Linked DNA regions of Mus musculus: all the other regions are linked to region 3. A link is a contact called in public Hi-C data. All regions are on one chromosome and are shown on one strand. The core of a region is the stretch at or near the end of the contact, and the rest is flanking DNA. Distances in the headings are between cores, read along the strand shown.

Region 1 (3,248 bases), core at 471-2,970, 250 kb after region 3:
CCATTTAGTAATTGTGCTGGCTGGTTTTATGTTAACTTGACACAAGCTAAAGTCATATGAGATGAAGGACTCTCAATTAAGAAAATGCCTCCATAAGATCTATCTGTAAGCAAGCCTGTAGGGCATTGCCTTAAGTAGTGATTGATGGAGGAGGGCCCAGCCCATGGTGGGTGGTGTCATCCCTGGACTGCTAGATCTGAGTTCTATATGAAAACAGGCTGAGCAAGCCATGAGGAGCAAGCCAGTAAGCAGCATCCATCAAAGGCCTCTGCATCAGCTCCTGCCTCTAGGATCCTGCCCTGTTTGTGTTCCTGTCTAGCTTCCTTCAGTGATATACTACAACATGGAAATAAACCCTTTCTTTTTGTCATGCTTTTTCACTGTAGCAACAGCAATCCTGACAAGTACACTGATATATACCTCAAAGCCCAACACTATAGGTCTTGTATGAAGTTGCCCTTCATTGCAACATGAATCTTCCCAAACTAGAGAGCAGCATCTCTGTCAGAGTCTTTTAAAAAATGTACAATCACCCTTACTCCACTCCACTTACTATATGGTTATCAGTGTCCTTTGCCTTTTCTGCTCTTAGATCTGTGTCCATACACAGCTACTATCTAAAGGACTCATTGGAGGCCATACCAGCAGTCCTTTTTGTATCTCTAATGTAACAACAGAATTGAGCAGAGACCACGGGAAGGCCTTGTTGTAAGTATAGATTCCTAAACCAAGAACTTCCAGTAACATCTACAATTCAGGGCAGGATAAAACATTTGCTACACAATAGGCCTGGAAGTCGAGAGAAGTCTGATATAATTTGTCCAGTTCTCCTTTCACCTCTCCTTTACCCACACCCTCCATTCAATCTATTCAGAGAGAGGGCTCCACTCTTCCTTCCCACCACATTTAGTGAGACTATCACCTCACTCTGGCCGTGGGATCTTTATTTCTTCATGTTACAATGTGAAACTTCTCTTCGCCATCTTGACAAAAAAACAAACTTCCTGAGCAACGCCCCAAACTTCAGGAATATGCTACTTTTATTCTTTTTAATCCTGAAGACCAACTATTTGAAATAACTTAAAGAAAGAAGAGCATTTTTGTTTCATGGTCGCAGTACATGGCTCATCGGCTCCATTACCTGGCATCTGAGGTAGGACAGTTATTATGGGATTAGAGTGTGTGACAGAGCCGATCACATTGTGGTGATCCAGAAGGAAGCAGAAACGAGGGTCAGGCCACAAGATGCATCTTTCTAGTTTTAAACACTTCCCAATGTCAGAATAGGATGAGTTCATCAAGGAGTTAATCCATTCGTTAGGTCAGAACCCTATGTATTCAATCACATCCCCAAAACCTACCAGCTGGCACCAAGTCTTCCATAATGAGCCCATGGAGGGCAGATCAGAGTCAAAGAGAAGGGTGATTATTCAGTCTCAGTAATTATGCTGAGCAACATGGTTTGCCAGGAAATCAAGACACATCTCCTGCCTTTCACCCTCAGGTCTCCCAGTCTCCATTCTAATGTATACTAGCTCCCACCAAAGGGAGGGATTCAAGTCCTGGGGTCCCTCCTTCCCATCATCATCCTCCCTACAATCCCCCCACCCGCCTGTGTCCCAGATGCCCATCCCAAGCCTTTGCCTTCACCTCATTTGTCTTTTCTCTCATTACAGATTCATCTCTTGGCTCCTGTCTGCCTCCCACTGCTGTGTGACAAATCCCTTCTAAAATAGTGCCGGTGACTCACCAGTGGATACATTTTTCATTTGTATGTCCCTGTCTCCCAACCCCCAAAGAGCATCAAGAGTTTCACAGATATTCAGTCTTTTTTTTTTTCTTTTTCTTTTTCTTTTTCTTTTTTTTTTTTTTTTTTTTTTTTTTTTTTTTTTTTGCCCGTTCATCTAAAAAAGGATTGCCTGTCATAGGGAAATTAAAAAAAAAATGTAGCTTGGGCTTTGTCTGGATTGCGTGCATATCAAGCTGATACAGTGTAGCTGGACTTCGCCTACTTTATGGGTTCTTCTTTTTCCCATCCTTTATCTACCTCCCCCCCCCACACACACACACATTTTACTCCCTAACACTAGATACGAAAGAAACAAGGATAGAGGGGAGGGAGGAATTAGGAAAATCCCTGAATCTGATTCCTTTCCTTTTGTTTCTTCTTTAACCACAGCTACTAACAAACTGCAACCAACCTCCCTAAATGACCAAGAACCACCACCTCCTGGGGCCATACCATTTAAACACCCTCTGAAAAGTCCCCAGAATTCCACTTGTCATGCTATCACAGAAACTCTCTGCAGCTGGCAAAACCACACCTCTGCTAGAGCACAAGGCAAATCACAGTCAGCTCCGGACAGTCCAAGGCAGCCCCGAATCCCTACATCTGGGATTAAAATGAAAGCAGTCTCATAATACTTCGGTGGTTTTTAAAGAAATCAAAATCCCAAAATTGTCACTACAATACACAGTGCTTTTCTCCACAGCACTCTCCTTTCTTGTCTCCCTCTTCCTGGTGATTATAGTTTCCAAGGGGCTCACCAGAACTCATAGCAGAAATTATTAGACCAAAATCTTACCAATCAACTGTGCTGCTTCTTAACCACTCACCCGAGCTGCAAACCTCAAAAGGGCCTCAGTAGGTAGCCAGACCATCGCTGCCTTGCACATATCCCTAACCTCTCCCTGACTCCAGTGCAGACCAATGCACTATCAGTTCCCATTGTTCTCAACCATTTCCTACCTTCTTCTAAGTCAGTAGTTCACAACTCCTAATGCTGAGACCCTTTATCTTGCAGTGACCCTGCAACCAGAAGATATTAAGGGGGAAAAAAAAGCCTTCATGCCTGCAAATGTTGCTACTGTTATGAATCAAATTGTAAATATCTGTGTTTTCTGATGGTCTTAGGTGACTCCTGTGAAAGGGGCGTTGGGGTCGCGACCCATAGGTTGAGAACTACTGCTCTAAGCAACTATTCTAAACTTGGATGCATCATGTTGTCTTCTGAGCCCCTTTCCCCCTGCCCCTGTGCCCCCCCCCGTTCCCACCCCCGCCCCCACCCCATCCCTCAGGACCTTTCAAATCTGACCTCAACCTACCCTTCCTCTCTGCACTCTCTACCCCTCTCACCCAGAAGCAGTTTCCCTCAATTTCTTTACTGCCGTTCTTCTGGCAAAGATACCCACCCCATCATTTATTCCTGGCAAGTTCACTTTCTGGCTTAAAGGCACAATTCTTATGT
Region 2 (3,345 bases), core at 752-3,251, 210 kb before region 3:
GGATGATAACCTAGCATTAAACAGAACCTGGAGGTGTTCTGTGTGCTGTGAATGTGTAACGCCACAGGTTACACCCTTGGGAAGCCAGCCCTGAGCTGGGGCCAGGGTGAAACTGGTATTTTAAATCATTCTGTATGAGGCTTTTGGCTTTCCCAGGACAGCTAGCTCATGATACTAGAAGTGTGTGTGTGTGTGTGTGTGTGTGTGTGTGTGTGTGTGTGTGTGTGTTCCTGTTTTTGATAGCGGGGTGGGGAGTCAGATAAGCCTCAAGAAGAGATGATGTACTCCAGGCCTTTTAGTCCCACATAACACTTGGATGCATTTGTCGTACTCAGCTCCACTTTCAGCTATGTAACGGGAAAGGATGGCCACTTATTCGTTCCAATATTTACTTTGTTGGCAAACCTCTGCAAAACATCGGCTACATGGCAGGCACTGTGCTAGGCCCAGTAAGACAGTGGTGTTGGCAAGTGGCATAGTTCTGCTTTCCAGGGTCCAATCCCAGGCATAAAGATGCAGGCTTGTAATCCTCTTCACTGCCAAGGTTCTATAACCTTAGTGCTGAAGTCAAGGAGTCGGGTTGAGACAGCTTTAGGAAATGCTAATAGAATATTATGTCTGAAGCTCATTGGAATTGCTCTCTGTCAAGCCTGGTTTCTAACTCAGGTCCTAGGGTGGGTCCACTGCAAATTAAGCCAGTCATAAATTGCATCCTTCCACCAGCCCTAGATTATTACTTAGCAAACAGATAGATAATATCTCTTTTTAAAAGTGGTGTGAAGAAGAATTGATGAGGAAACAAGGTCAATCTGGGGTGCCCACCTCTACCTGGACACACAGCTCTACAGAAGCACTGATGATCAACAGCCGGCAGGCAAGAAGGTCACAATTATGCTGAGCACACGTCGGAATGCAGCACAGTTCGCTCTGTGTGTTTCCATGGTGACAGTGATAACAGCTTATATTTATAGAGCTTCTATCTCCAAGGAGCTCAAAGCACTTTACAGACTTACTGTTTCTCTGATTTAGGGAGAAAGAAGAAGAGGAAGAAGGAGAAGAAGAGAAGGAAGAAGAGGAGGAGGAGGAGGAGGAGGAGAAGACAGAAGGGATAGAGAGAGAGAAAGAGGGAGGGTGAGAGAGAGATGTGGACAAAGGATAGACAGCGGATGTGGTGTACTCTTATCCACATTTCACAGATGGCACAGACTTGGGAAGTCATTGACCAAGCATGTGATGGTAAACCAGTGACAGATGGCAGATTGGATGGGCATGATAGTTCATAGAACTCCTAAAACACTTGCTCCCTTGGGCAGATGTCAGGGCTGAGCTACTATCTCCCAATAGTCTAGATCCGTTCGGTGTCATGTGGGTGATGAGATAGCTACCTCTGCAAACATCAAAGGCATTTTCTCTTAACTATTGATGGAATGTACATGGATATTTGTTTTATAGAGATTTGGTGATAAGGTCTGAAGTCCTAACAGCAAGACAGCCAGCAGGCAAGCCCAGGGATGTAGGCCTAGGTGTCTTTATAACTTCTCATGGAAAGTTTTTCACACATGTTCACACACTGCTGCAAGTGGCTTTGTTTGAGTGCCTTTAACACCTTCGAAAGGAGTGCTTCTTGGGTCTCCCTTCCTCTGGCTTGTTCCTGACCCTTGAGACATGTGAGGGGGCTCAGAGTTATTTAAAGGCTGCAGTTGATGGAATTAAACATGAGCCTTACAAATCTCATGTCTACTCTTCTGTGTATACAGATGTTAACTGAGAAAAGCCCACCTCCTCTGGTGGAGATCTCATCCTTGTGGGTGGGTTAACAACTCCAGTTTCCTAACTGGAGGCTGCTCCTGCAGACTCTCAACTGCTCCACACTTCTTGCCCTCCTAGACTTTCTACTTACCTGCTCCACCATCTAGTCTTTGGAATATAGAAGCTATTTTCTCTTTAAAAGAAGAATCCATCTCCACAGAGCATTCAGTTAACCCAGCCAGCAGTCCCCATGGCAACGCTGAGAGACATGATCCTTTCTGCTGTAGATCCTCTGTGGTCCCTTGCCATGAACAACTCACACTGTTTCAGAAGCCGGCGACCTCAGGGTTTGCTAAAGATGAGCTGTTGTCCAGTTGCCCTGTGTCCATTTAGGCTTCAGGCACACTGAACTAAAGCCTTGGTTATTTGAGTAGTTAAATTCCAGGAAACGTCTGTTCTCTGAAGACATATGATTCCTCCTACATATGAAAATAACCGAGCCAAAGGACATGTTGAAAAGGGAATGCTTTGCAGAGGGTCTTCTGGCCCTCCAACACACCACACTGGACCCACTTCACCAGTTCCCAGAAACTCAACCATCCAGAGAGAGTAGGTTTCCCCTTCACTGTCCAAGTGGACTATAGTCACACTAAAGATCTTTCTGCTCCTCTAAGGGGCTAAGCTCCCTCTTAGCTTCTGGCCTTGGACTCTGAGGAGAAAGAAAGATTGCTGTTCGTCTTCACAGTTTTCATTCAGTATTCCCTAACTTCTGTTGAGTGGCCAAATTCTCTGTGGCTCTTCCCCAACTCACAGTCATAGCCTGTTCTTGCTTTACCTATCCCTAACCCTTAAGCACTCTCTTGGCCATGCCCAACCCCTATCCTCCTGCGTGTTCATCTTTCTTCAACACAACATTGGGCACACTCAGTGGCATTTCCTTATGTGAAAAGAAGTTTCTAGATATAATTGGAGATGCTTCTTGAATATAGAGAAAAAAAAACAATCCAGAAGCTTACCTTTAGATTAAAAATTAATACTCTAGACTTGGAAAGATGGTTCAGTGGGTAGCGCTTGTCATGCAAGTGTGAAGAGCAGAGTTCATACCCCTAGTACTACCATAAATGCTGGGTGGGCACAGCAGCCGTGTGTAATTCTAGAGATGGGAGATGCCCACAGCAAGTTATCTAGCTGGACTGCCCATACCAGCAAACTCTGGGTTCAACTGTGAGAGCTCACCTCAAAAAATCAAGTGGGGAATGAGTGAGGAGATTCTTCATGTCAACCTCAGTTCTCCACACGCGTGTGCACTCTCCCATGTGAACATGTGTACACATACACACAGTGCACACATACACATGAAGAAAATTAAGTCTGGCCTTGTGTGGCACATACCTATAATCCCAGCACTCAAAGACACAAGACTTCCAAGTCTGAGGCCAACCTGAGTTACACAGCAAGAACGTGTCCCAAGAACCAAAACTAAAACCAAACCAAACCTATACCCCTGCAAAAAAAAAAAAGACATTATTAAAGTAAAAATTATAAAAGTGGTGTTAACTCCATTTTGCTTTTACGTGTAAGTAGAGTTTTAGTCTA
Region 3 (3,579 bases), core at 838-3,337:
TTCACCTAAATCCACTATGGTTTGACATATATACTTTGAAATAATACAATTTGGAATTTGCTTAGACATTGTTTATAAACTAACACAAAATGTAATACATTTTGATTAGATTTTATGTGTATGTATTAACAATATGTATACTAATAATGTAGAGTATTATCATCTAGATCGAGATCTATATAGACATGTATAGTTGTAATTCTACTATAGATATAGATATCTTTTTGGACACATCTCTATGTCTCCATGTCTGTATCTATGTCTTAAAGCTGCTTATCACGCATTTTAAATGATTTAGATGTGAGCACTACTTTTCTTAAAGTCATTCTCATCTAAGTGATTTTACTCACTCAGTATTCCAAGTCACATTATTTTTCATCCATTCACTTTTAGTCTCTCTAGGTTTTTATATTTAAAACATGCATTTTATAAAGAGTGTAGTGTATGCTTCTTCCATCCCTTGTGATACATTTTATTTTTTAATTCACGTATTAATCTATGCACATTTAGTGTAACGGGTACAATTTCTCATCTTAATACATGCATTTTTCTATTTTAAATGCTTATTTGCTTATTTTTATTATTCCTTGTTTTTTTGTTAATAAACATCTTTATTATTTGTAACTTTCCTTCATTATTCACTTTTAAATATTCTTTCAGTGGTTACCATAGAGACTTACAATATGGTCTTATGACTAAGAGAAATTTGGAGTATTAGCAGCTTTTTGAAAATTCAACGACCTTAGAATATGCTATCATGATAGAACATGCAGCCTTTCTTCTTTCCTGCCACTGATATCATAACTGCAGTTGTACAAATACTTTAAATTCTCCATGTTTGTGATACATGCCTGTCTGTCACATTTCCCAACATACCTCTACTATACCCTCCTTGTCATCCAGTTCTGACATCCCTCTTCCTAAGTATCTTAGACTTCAACTTGTCAAGGAAACTCCTCTGTGGCCACAGATGGTGCTGTGCCCACATTATCTGCTGGACCATTGCTGTGTTGCACTGGCCTCTTTAGGTCCTCACCTCCTCACTGACCACTCTAAATACTAAGATATCCAGAGGCCTGAAACTGGAGATTATTTATATTTTAATGTCTTCTTATTGAATTCAATGCCTGACACTTTGCAAGCACATGTTTAATGGGTAAGTGACACGACAAAGGTTACACCCCCCACCCCTGTCCATTGAATACCCTCTGTGGTATTTTCTAAGTTCTTCTTTGGATCAGTCAAGCATTGACTGAATCTTAGGTCTCTTAGTAATGAGGGGAGCACCTGTGTCACTCTCATTGTACAGATGAATACATTAATGTTCAGAGATTTTATGTTTCTCAAAATCATAAAGCCAGAAAATGGCAAGGCTGAGGTACAGCGTCTAGGCTGACTCTGGAACACAAAGGCTTACCACAAATGCACAGACTAATGGACTTCTTAACATCTGTTGGACCCATTTCCTTCCCACTTTCCATCAATTACCATCTAGAGTTGAACACTGATGACAATGTCATTCCCAGTAGAAGACTTTCTGGATGATGGTCACCCACAGTAAATGCTTATAAATAATCTAGAAAGTAAGTGAAGATACAATTGTTATCATACATAGATCTAGCAAACAAGTACCTGAGTTATTAATATTCCTGAGGTAGGATGAGATTGGAATGGGCTAGATACTCGAACAATATGAAATTCAAATTCTCCTAAAGATCTAGGTGTGAATTAGACTCTTGGAAACAGATTTGAGCTGTTGCAGGCTATTTGTATAGATGGCTTTAAGTATATTCGTTGTGCCTGCTCATTGAACACAATCATGCATATTCTATAGGCACAAGAAAATGCCAGTGTGTTAAGCATGGTGGCCTCCCTTTTCTAAAAAGATAATAAGGATCAAAGCATTATGCACAAGTTCACTGTGACCTGAGGGAGTTAAAGAATCTTCTAGGAGAGATTGACTTCTGAAGAGCGTGCCAAGTAGCACCCCAGAGGCTGCTGAACACCAGGGCACCATTTCCTTCCTCTCAGAAGCCTCTTCTGTGCTGTGCCAAAACTCACATCACTGTAGAATGCGGACGTGACATGCCCGATCCTGAGAGGCAGACACTGTTCTAGGGTAACCTTTTGGAGGCAGCTTCATCTTGCTGCCTGGGAACATGTTTCTTGGCTGTTGCCAAGAACATGGGGAGGAAGTAGGAGGAGCTGTTGGATACCACACGTTGTCTTCATAGTATATTACTTCAATGTCCAATTCTTTTCAGTTTCAGCAGCAGCCTGCCTGGAGTTTCACATTTCAGGTAGTGACTGATGGGACAGGTGGGACTTGCTGCTTCTGGTAAGGAGAGAGGGGTTTATATACTATAGCTGCTATGCAAATTTGCTATGCAAATCTAAAATGCCATTATATCATACATTACATATACTATGATGGGAATAGTAAACGTTGAGTTGCAAAGAAATCATGCATAGCAGCAGGAACAAAACCTAAGATGAAATCGGTTGTGAAAATTGGCTCCCTTAATTTAATTGGAGTTAAGAGAATTTAGAGACCTTGCCTTAACCTAGGGAAATGGGAATGAAAATAGGTTTAGGAGATTAAAGGGAAGGCATTTGGGGATTTATTTAGTAGAAAGAATTAACTCATGGTGTTGTCTACGGTTTGTACAACAGAATGTATTTTCCAAAACACACTAATTCTGCCAGCTAATGTGATCTGAATACCCTGTTTGTACAAGTGAAGAAGTTAGGTATCTAAGCACGGGTCCGTTGTCTATTACCTCTTGTCTAGGAAAGACAGTGTGGGCGAGAAACTGAGACCCGCTCTTCTGGTTCCAAATCCTATTAATGTTTTTCCTGGAATATAGAGTCATTGTTGAAAGTCCTCAGTGTATTTGAATAGGATATGACTATTACGTCATTTCTAGCATGCTGCCTAACTTTAGACCAAAGCACTGGGAACAGAATGACATTCGTGTGGGCTTGAGGGTTTTGTACTGGGCTTGGCACTCTTGTATGGAGGAAGTCATACAAAACTATAACTAGTACCCTGACCTGTACACTGACCACAGGATCCAATATTTCCTATCACTCAGCCTTCCTCTTTCCCCCCTTGGGAGTAGAACAGATTTTGTCAACAAATGTGGTTTGGGCACCGTGCTGGGCACATGGGGAATAGAATAGAGATTTATTGCAAAGCTCTAGATCCCAGGAGCCTGCAAGTGAGACTAATAAATGCCCATGTAGGAAATCTGTGGTGCCAGTTCTCTTAGAAGGGGTGTTTCCAAGAAAGAACAGACCTAAGAAGAGAAACTGCAACAAGCCGGGGACCCTGCCAATGGGCATCAACGAGGAGCTAAGTAGACTGAAGAGGGCAGACACTTATCTCCAAGTGAAGGAACAACATTGGCCAAAGCTTATCAGACACTGGAGCAAGAGAAAAAATGGATTGTTTGACCTCTCTCTTATTAAACATGTGTACAAGTACGTGTGTGTGTGTGTGTGTGTGTGTGTGTGTGTGTGTGCCTGTCTGTCTGTCTGTCTGTCTGTCTATCTGTCTGTCTATCTGTCTGTCTGTCT

The links. A called contact is a pair of places that touch in the nucleus more often than the background predicts.
Region 1: a Hi-C map of cerebral cortex shows a contact between it and region 3, with 2.4 times the contacts expected there. The contact joins two enhancer-like sites. A contact is called at or near these places in 8 of 39 promoter capture datasets (cranial neural crest, embryonic stem cells, liver and 3 more) and 1 of 484 Hi-C or Micro-C datasets (cerebral cortex).
Region 2: a contact with region 3 is called in a Hi-C map of brain, with 2.3 times the contacts expected there. The contact joins two enhancer-like sites. A contact is called at or near these places in 1 of 39 promoter capture datasets (the 3T3-L1 cell line), 1 of 15 datasets of contacts at CTCF or cohesin (the NIH/3T3 cell line), 6 of 484 Hi-C or Micro-C datasets (brain, cerebral cortex, cortical neurons and 2 more) and 1 of 115 datasets of contacts at active chromatin or transcription factors (neural progenitor cells).

Annotation. Positions count from the first base shown.
Region 1 is chr1:164,925,286-164,928,533 of GRCm38.p6, forward strand. No RefSeq gene overlaps it. Among named protein-coding and RNA genes, the nearest start is that of Xcl1, 8.6 kb to the right of the region's middle. Within about 2 kb of position 1,721, at least 15 of the 459 cell types and tissues checked have an H3K27ac peak or open chromatin away from gene starts, as enhancers often do. A contact at or near this core is called in cerebral cortex, where this site is marked.
Region 2 is chr1:164,474,085-164,477,429 of GRCm38.p6, forward strand. It overlaps Gm39691 (a long non-coding RNA gene), which reads left to right. Exons shown (of 2, transcript XR_865695.2): 2 at 1-36. Among named protein-coding and RNA genes, the nearest start is that of Gm39691, 2.3 kb to the left of the region's middle. Within about 2 kb of position 2,002, at least 6 of the 459 cell types and tissues checked have an H3K27ac peak or open chromatin away from gene starts, as enhancers often do. A contact at or near this core is called in brain and cerebral cortex, where this site is marked.
Region 3 is chr1:164,679,689-164,683,267 of GRCm38.p6, forward strand. No RefSeq gene overlaps it. Among named protein-coding and RNA genes, the nearest start is that of Dpt, 120 kb to the right of the region's middle. Within about 2 kb of position 2,088, at least 25 of the 459 cell types and tissues checked have an H3K27ac peak or open chromatin away from gene starts, as enhancers often do. A contact at or near this core is called in brain and cerebral cortex, where this site is marked.